2 separate regions of the Astyanax mexicanus genome follow, and region 2 is linked to region 1. Evidence: chromatin contacts called from public Hi-C data. All regions are on one chromosome and are shown on one strand. The core of a region is the stretch at or near the end of the contact, and the rest is flanking DNA. Distances in the headings are between cores, read along the strand shown. Region 1 holds the start of pip4k2aa (phosphatidylinositol-5-phosphate 4-kinase, type II, alpha a). Region 2 overlaps pip4k2aa (phosphatidylinositol-5-phosphate 4-kinase, type II, alpha a).

Evidence for each region. Hi-C and Micro-C count contacts between places; a contact is called where the count stands out from the background.
Region 2: a contact with region 1 is called in a Hi-C map of muscle, with 14 times the contacts expected there. The contact joins the enhancer-like site here to the promoter of pip4k2aa in region 1. A contact is called at or near these places in 3 of 3 Hi-C or Micro-C datasets (blood and muscle).

The regions. Positions count from the first base shown.
Region 1 is chr1:92,184,439-92,189,144 of AstMex3_surface, forward strand. pip4k2aa (phosphatidylinositol-5-phosphate 4-kinase, type II, alpha a) reads left to right here and starts at 1,955. Exons shown (of 10, transcript XM_022683557.2): 1 at 1,955-2,972. The coding sequence starts at 2,832.
Region 2 is chr1:92,222,898-92,227,603 of AstMex3_surface, forward strand. All of the region lies in intron 6 of pip4k2aa (phosphatidylinositol-5-phosphate 4-kinase, type II, alpha a), which reads left to right. Among protein-coding and RNA genes, the nearest start is that of skida1, 24 kb to the right of the region's middle. Within about 2 kb of position 2,209, the one cell type or tissue checked has an H3K27ac peak away from gene starts, as active enhancers do.

The sequences.
Region 1 (4,706 bases), core at 705-3,204:
CTAAAAGACCATATGTTATTATAGATACCTTTATTTTATACTCTTTTATTATATTATAAACAGAATACCACAATGTATCTGTGCTCTCTATGTACACAGGGTTGGGAGATCCAGAAAATAGGTCTGCAAAATGCAAAATATTACTGACTTCAAAAGCTAAATATTACTACATCTTGTGTTATTTATTTTATATTATGTTTATTTTTTACCAAACTAAAATGTGCTTATTTTATAGGCTTAAAATTTATTATTATTATGATTGTTGTTGCTCATGTTTGCAGTAGTAGTTTAAGCAGTAGTAGTATCACTAGGTTTTGTTTTGTTATATTACTGGAACCACAAGACTGGTATTTCTTGTTATTGTACCAATGATAACCTGACATATATATTTTTTTAATATTGCAATAAAAATAACAACATAATGTACAATACAAGTTTGGGACATCACACATTTAAACAAGCAAATGTGCACTTTGAAAAAGGGGGAATTATAAGGAAGTTAATTAAAAGGGTTAAAAAATAGTTTAAAAATATGCAGGCCAACTTTCCAAGACTGGACATATTTGTAACTTAAAATATTTTAGAGAACTAAAGTCATCAATGTCACCAAAAGAGGGCAAAACTAAGTTACAGCTGGTTCTTCTTTTCTGCTGCTGTCAGACGTTCAACAACCGTGGTTTCCAGTAGACCACACACACATACAGTTTACACATTTACAGAATACAATGTCTTAATTTGATCAATTTAATGTCTAAACATGCCATTACAATGTGCAAGGTACAAAATCCCAGCGTACAAAAAATTGCAATAAACTTCCTGGGTCTTTAAAAAAACAAATGACCTAAAAATTGGAAAAAAAATAAATTTCAGCATTGTAAAAAAATTTGTACATTGAAAACAAAATAAATAAAAAAAACAGTATATTGTTCATTGTTTAAAAAAAGGATGGGGGGATGTTTAGCAAACAATGCATTGATTAACAGCTTACAGCTGGGAGGTAGCAATGGAAATAAACTGATCTTTGAAATTAGATAAAAAAAAAAGAATTTACAAAGCCGTTGTTTGTAGTGAAGGAACTGTACTGGACCAGAATGTGTGTACTGGACCAGAGTCTCTACTGCAGCATTTACACACTTACACACAGCACATTTGGACTTTTATCATAATAAATAGACAAATACAGAAACACAGAAAACTCTATAACTATTAAAAATAGAAGTATTTCCTTCAGAGAAAATACATTGAGTAATGTTTCCTACACCTTTAAAAGACTCTTGGAAACTAGAAAAAAAATTGGTATTGGTAAAAATTGACCCACATGGCAAATATGTCTGAGTTTCAGCAGTAATGAGAAGAATTAGAGGTCTGACAGGTGAAGTGCAGTAATAAGGTCATTGCTAAGATGAAAAAAACAGCATGTCTTGGCCATACAGCACTGCTACTGAACAACTAAAAAATCAAGATCAAGTGAAGTCAAATAGTTTTGCTGTCAATGCTGCATATTTACAGGACATACATAGGATTTAAATTGTGCTACTTTCTGTCCGAAAGTTACAGCAAAATAAAATGATAAATAATTAAAGAATGAGAGACAATAAATTTATAATACTGCATGGTCACAGATATAGACATACGTGTGACTAGAGACACAAGATAATAGTGCAATAGTGATAGGGGGATTAAAGAGGCAATGACAGCATACTAGTATAAACAGAGCCCGTATAAACAGTAAGGCAAATATAGAAGAATGAAAGCATAAGGCTGGTAAGTCCTTTAAGTGTCACAGTTAAGGGGGGGCGGGGGGGGCAGTGGGTAGAGGTATTGTAAAACGTGAGAGCTGTAATATGTATCAGTCTGAGAACAGCGCTGATCTAAATAACAGCGTGTATGTATAAGAATATACTGGAGCCCAGCATTGACCTGACAGTTGTTATATCGCCGCCCCTGCTGCGGTCGGTAGGGGGCAGCACTGAGCGGGGCCGGAACCCCAGCTAGCTCACAGCAGCTAAACACGAACAGATTTTATATTTGAGCTGTGTAGCGTCACGTACGTTTAAATCGATTTATTCCGCGTTTTACACTTCTGCAGCACCGCTGCGCTGTAAAGGGAGACAGGCGGGTTAGAGAGGGAGGAGCGGCCGCGCTTTTAGACGAAATCCAGCAGCTCTCCGCTGCTCTTTAGCCTGTTAGCCTGTCACCGCTGACTGCTGCTCTGCTGCTGCTGCTGGGGTGACGCTAGCTAGCGGAGGTGCTAGCTGGCTAACGGCGCTAGCGCCGGGTGGGACCGCTGGTACGGCTTAGTTTGGACCCGCGGGTTTCTGGTTTTCGACTGCGGACACACGCTGGCACTCAACCTGAGCTGTAGCTCGCCTCTTATGGCGGAATTGCGGAGGTTGTCGGTTTAGCTAAGCTAGCGCTTATTTGGATGTTGTAGCTAGCCAGCGGGGCTAGCCAGCTAGCTCACTGCGCTGCTGGCCCACAGCTGGGGTGCGGACTGCGGGGGACGAGGGCTGGAGAGAGAGAGAGAGGGAGCTGTAGCTGTGTGTTCGTGCTTATTGCTCATGTATTTAATAACCGGCTAGTTAGTTAGCTAGTTATTTATTTAGATAGCATTCTTGTTTTTAATATATATAACCCAATCTAACGCTAGCTTACGTTAGGCGGTGAGTTGGCTTCGCCCAGCAATGCCAAGTGCCAATTAACTAACTATCTACTGAGAGGGCAGTCTGAGCTCCACTGGCTTTCTCTAGAGGACTTTGGCACAGTGTGGTTAGTTAGCTAACCAGCTTGCTAGTTTATTTATTGCAGGATTGAATAGCTAAAAAGCAAGGATGGCAACAGCTAGCAGCATAGCCGCCTCGATTGCGAGCAAAACAAAAACGAAGAAGAAGCACTTCGTGGCTCAGAAAGTCAAGCTGTTTCGTGCCAGCGACCCTCTGCTCAGTGTGCTGATGTGGGGAGTCAACCATTCGGTAAGTGGCGGTTTTATCATCAATTACACTCTTTTGGGTTGATTTGGAAAATATCCGAGCTGTCCAGCTCCCTCATGAACCCGACACGGACCGTGTGCTTTCTATTCTGGACACACAGTCAGGTTCATGAATCACACAGGGCTGCCCTCCTAATCCTTCCATCTGAGTTATGCTATAGCTATATTTTAATATCTGACAGCAGTCAACGAGCCGCTGGAGAAATAAAGGACACTGTGATGTTTTGTTGTTCTGCAAAATAGCCATATTGCTTACTGAAACGGGCAGTCCGGTGTTAATGAGGTGAAATTTGGAATTGATTGTGCTGAATTCACAGCAGCACACCGGTCTGGTTTATTGTGAGGGTTAAGGCTGTCACATACTGTAGGTGTCACGCGTGTGAGATTTTCGCTCGAGTAAATTTGTCTATAGCGGTCTGACTCATTGTATTGGATGTAGATACGCCATACAATTAAATAAATATAAATATAAGTAACATATATTAAATATAAGTAACACAGCTAGGTATCTATATAAGGAGGGAAAACGTGTAATAACCACAAAATGTAGTTTGTTGCCTGTGGGCAAACATTATGCCACAGAGGCTTAAGATTTCACTAGAAGTCACCAGTGACTTTAAAATTGTCCCTTAATAGCACAGGGATGCAGGCAGAGACCAAAAGACACATTTTATTTATTTTTGCTCTACTAACATAGAGCTGTGGAAAAAAATAAGAGACCACTTCAGTTTCTGAATCAGTTAATTTTGAGTAAAATGAACATTGTAGTTTTGTTTTATAAACTACCGACAACATTTCTCCAAAACTGCAAATAAAACAAATTTTATTTAGAGCATTTATTTGCAGAAAATGAGAAATGGCTAAAATAACAAAAAAGATGCACAGCTTTCAGACCTCAAATAATGCAAAGAAAACAAGTTCATATTCATAGTTCAGAGAGTTCAGAAATCAATATTTGGTGGAATAACCCTGGTTTTTAATCACAGTTTTTATGCGTCTTGGCATGTTCTCCTCCACCAGTCTTACACACTGCTTTTGAATAAATTTATGCCACTCCTGGTGCAAAAATCTAGCAGTTCCAGCTTGGTCTTTCTCTTGATTATATTCCAGAGTTTTTCAACTCATAATTTTTAAGTGGCCTCTTTCAACTAGAGCTGTACAATATTGGAACATTATTATATTTCGTTGTTCTGCAAAATATATTAAAGTTTTTTAAAATACAGAAATTTTCACCAGGTTTAATAATGTTCTCTGTGTGTCCGAAATATAAAGAGTACATTAAATAACATTGGACAGATATAACCTTCCGCTGTGTTTGTGTGTTTGTGTGTGTGTGTTTGTGTGTGTGTGTTTGTGTGTTTGTTTGTGTGTGTGTGTGTGTGTGTGTGTGTGTGTGTGTGTACATATATATATGATTAGACCAGTGGAAAATACCTTTTGTATTTTTGTGTATTTAATTGACATTAGATAGCACATGTCCTGCAATATGACTGTTGCATATGATAGATTGTGCAGCCTTAATGGGTAATACAAAACAAAATAATTTGTTATTAAATTCTCGATTCTAAAGAAACTAATCTTAAGAGTTTAATGCATCTAAAGTCTTTCTCACAGAAAGTTTATTATACCATACAGTGGTGAATAAACTCCCTTATGCTAGAGATACAGTTTTACTGTAGTTAAGATTTAGTAGTTTGACGTCAGACATATGTATTTT
Region 2 (4,706 bases), core at 959-3,458, 39 kb after region 1:
ATGCAGTTTCTCTGGTATGTAGAAGTGGAACATGTTTGGGGTAAAGTTCTTCAGAGCATACCTATGCATCCTGTTTTCTTGCATAACGCTGGATACGCAGAAGAAGCGTCTCATATGAGGTTGGCATATTTTATCTCTGTTCAGATAGCGTGGTAGTGGAGCAAGCCAACAGATGGTTTCATAAGATTGCTTCACACATTGGTGCTGTGGGAGTGGTTTTTGACACGTTTCAAGCTGCCAGGACCTACAGTTAAGGTGTGTTACGCTTCTGGGAGGAGAATAAACAGGATGGATCCAGTGTAGTATAGCTGTGCCTGAATAAAGTAGAAGATAAAAAGCATCCCATCCCAAACAATTATCAGGAAACACTGAAAAATTTGAAAATTAAGCTTTTACAAAAGACACCAGAGGAGAGCTAAAAAAAAAAAAAAAGAATGCTGTTTATGTCAGGTGGAGTCTAGGTCTTGCCGTTGCAAAGCTGTATGGAGGCACTGTGGGAAAATATACATTTTAGTATTGGCTGATTAATGTATCTTTGTACACTTGTTAAACTAGAAAAGTGCAATTATTGGAGAAAACACAGGATGGTTGCACAGTTAAAATGGCTCCCGTTGTTTACTATGATGTTGCCAAAGTGGTTGCTAAGGTATCTGTAGTGGTTGCTATGTTGTTGCTAGGTGGTTGCTAAGGTGTTGCTATGGTATCTGTGGTAGAGCTACACTTGTTAAATAGCAAAGCATAGCATAGAATTTTTTTGGTACTGTGATGTAGCATATATGTTTAAAGTGTACATATGTGTAATATGTAAATAAAATGTGATTCACTAGAATGAATTAAGCCACTGCCATAAAGCCTCTGACACCTCAAGGTATGGCCAACACTAACTATTTTCTCTTTTGTGGAATTTGACCAGACAGGCTAGCTTTCGCGGCCCTTGCACATCAATGAACTTTGGGTGGCTATAACCACGTTTTTGATTCTCTGTAGGGCTGCAGCAATTAATCGACATGATCAACAATGTTGATGATAAACATTTGACTTTCTCAAAATATGAGTGTCGAATATTTGTTATTTAGTAATGCCACTGCATTACACAATGTGATGTGAACAGTAATGAAATTAGCGAAGGGTAAGGGCTGCTCACTTATTCAGTTCACACTTAGCTTATTGTCAAACAAAATGCTCCTTCAAAATGCTATGAAAAGCCACTGTTCATATTATGGTCCACCCCTGGCTTCCACCAGTGCAACTATGTAATAATAGATGCGCTGATGGTTTAAATATGGTTGCTATTTTACCCCCTACATGTACCCGTGCTGTAACTCAGCTGGTTGTGGCATGGATTTAGGCCCCAGGTGGTCAGAGGTGGTGTGAGTTCAGCAGACTCCTATTTTAATCCCGTCATTCCCCTCAACCCCGTCCACCCCCCACACACAGTCCGTCTAATCCCTGTGCTGTCCTTAACTTCTCTCCAAGCTGTACAAAGCCTTCAGTGTTGCCAAAACTCCTACTCAAGACTGATCAGACACTCGCTTGCTCTCTCTCTCTCACATGCAGCCATGCACATCCAACTCAGCTCAGTTCACAGTACATGCACTCAACAGTTGGCATACTAACCATGTTTTATTTTTTAAAATAGCCTGTTAATGTAAAGGTATTTTCTTGATCAAACCACAGTAAAAAAAAAAAATCATATTGGATATTATCTCAGAGTAGCATTATTGATTCAGATGTTCTTAGAACTTCATAATAAAACTTTATTCTTGAAATTAGAACTTAATTAAGAATATTAATGTTATTTGAACTTTTTTATATCATTTTGTATATTAATGTTATTAAACATGCAGTAAACTGCCGATTCAATAAAAAAAAAATAAGTTTTCTTTTTTTCATTTGTTTCTTTCATATGATTATTCAAGCACTAATACCAGCCCCTGGTTTGGCACAGGTTTCCATATTTTTGTATTGTAAACGTGATTTAATCTATGTCCCTGACTTGTATAATCATTAGCAGGTACGAATGTTTGACTCAGGTCTTTGGTTTGTTACTGTGTATTTCTTTTCTCCTCGTTTTTACCCCTGCTCTTAGCCATGTGCAACTGGTTTCTGACAGGTCTTGTGTTTGTTCTCACCTGCCGTATGTCTCGCACTGCTGTTACTTCACAGCGGCTGCCAAAGGTGGCTTTGGATGTGGCAGACTCTGCTTGGCACGCTCGCGTCCCGTCACTGTCAGCGCGGCACGAGGAGGATTAGACTCTGTTCTTCCTCCTCTGCAGGAGAATTCACTCTGATGGCTGTCATTTAAGCAGCTTGTCGACTGGCTCGTGTTTGATGAGGAGCAGAGAGGCTGCAGAGTTTAGGAGGAGTGCAGTCTGAAGTTGTGCTTGGAATAACTAACTGTGTGTGCGTGCTCATGTAGAATGCAGAGGATTTTTGGAAATTTTTGTGTAAAGAAATAGACTGTTTGGTTTTCTAATTAAATGTAGAGGCTGACTTTGTTCTTATCTTAGTCTATGGCCCAATCCCACTTCTCTACCTTTAGTCTAACCCATCCTCTTAGAACAGAGTCCCCCTAAGAATTGGTCAACCCTTCATGCACCCTAAACAGATATATATATATATCAGCGGAGGGCTAAAGTTTAGCAACTGCTGGTGTTACACATTAAACTATGGGGATATAGTGGTTATCATATATATTTTTTTTCATCAGAGATGGGTGATATGGCCAAAAATTCCAATCGTAGTACGCCATTTTGTCTGGAACAAATGACACCACTATTATTTGGGGTCTGAAATCTGATAAATGCTCTAAATGACTATTTTTATTTGGAATTTGGGGTTAAATGTTCTCCGGAGAATTAAGCAACAATATATATTGTAAATAACAATGTATACCTATAAATAATAAAATCAGAGAAACTGATTCAGAAACTGTATAAATTTTATTTTGCAAGACGATTGCAAGATGATTTGAATTATCAGAGTTTGAGTGAGGCCTGATAGTGGGCTTCAGATTGAGCATTTAACATTCCTCAGTGCAACATGTGCAACAGTCTAGTCTGGTATGTCATGATACTGATGATATCCATGATAATGTTATGATATAGTTGATCAGTGTAATGACTTTTAGCCTTAATTTAAACTCTATAGGACAAAACAAAAAGTTTAGGAATTATGTTAATATGGATAGACCCCTTTAAATATTGACTATCAATGGAAGATCTCTGGTGTAATCCCCAGTGATGCCACAGCAATCCATTGCCAGGAGTCCCAGGAAGTATAATCGGCCTTGCACTCTATCTTTCTCTCTCTTGGTGGGTCAGATAACCCTCCTTCTCTCCATTACTCAGCATGATGCTAGTCAGTACAGGCATCTGTTACCTGGTGTAACATAATTAGCTCTTAGCATTCGTTTCTAAGCATGTCTGGCTGTCCAATGGTATTGCATTGGTTGCAGTGACTTGCTTCATATGACTTGAAAAAAGCCTGTACTTGTCTTGACCTGTCCAGCGTTGGTTATTTAAAAGCTTAGAAACTGATATCCTTATGAAGCTGTCTGGGCTGTACCTTAAAGTCAGTCTGAAATCATGTCCTGGCTCCTACACTGGCAGGCAAAAACAATTGCTAAAAATATCTTTTTTTTTAATTGTCACTGACACAAAAATTAAATAACAAAATACTAATATAATAAATATACAGATGACTACAAGTATTTAGCACTGTACCTTCTTACTGACCTATTTTTGTAACTCGTTCCTAAATGACTGCTCTAAATAAACTGCTTCCCACACATTCTTCACACAAGTCCTGTAGAGATTGTTTGTCTTCTCCACACATTTCCCAACACAGTCCCACCAGCTTTTAATGAGTTTTAAATATGCTGGTTACAGCATCGTGGAATCACCTGAGCTTTCTCACTGCTCAGCCCACTCTATTACTGAATGCGCTGTGTGGGGTTTCACATTGTCTTTTTGGAAAATAAAATCATCTTTATTGGAAAGAAAGAAGAGATGGATCCTATTAACACATCCAGCGCAATTGATCAACACCAGTTTAACAAGCATGATTAATAATGTTCCATTAAATCTGGGAATTCCCAGACCTGTTTATGTTGTGATGTGTTGTTTTTTTGCGTGAGGTTAAACACTGGCCAGTGTATAGATTTTAAGGCTTTTTAGGGTTCATGTGTTTTATAACCTGTAGCCCTCACAGTTTAGTCACAGTCAACCCTTTACAATATGTGTCTCTCAGGCTTCCACACATGACATGTCTTATAATTAGACGTTAAGACATTTAATATACAACCTCTGATAGCTGTCTGTTCTGATGATGGTATCAGATGTGGGCTTGGCATGTTTGCTCATAGCCTCTCCTGAAGGACACTGGCACAGCTGTAGCCACCTTTAGCAATCAGTGACCTACATTCTGCATTGATCTGCTCCATACGCTTATATGCATGAGCTTGTTCTTGTTTAAATTAAATCTTATTCATAGTAAAACCTACATAGATGTACAGAGGACATGTAGAAACATTGAATTTCTTGGCCTGCTAGATTACAAGATGTGTGTATGTGTGTATGTATGTATATATATATATATATATATATATATATATATATATATATATATATATATATATATATATATATATATATATAAAATGGTTCAAATGGTTTCTTATACTGTTATCATTGTTTCAGTGACAC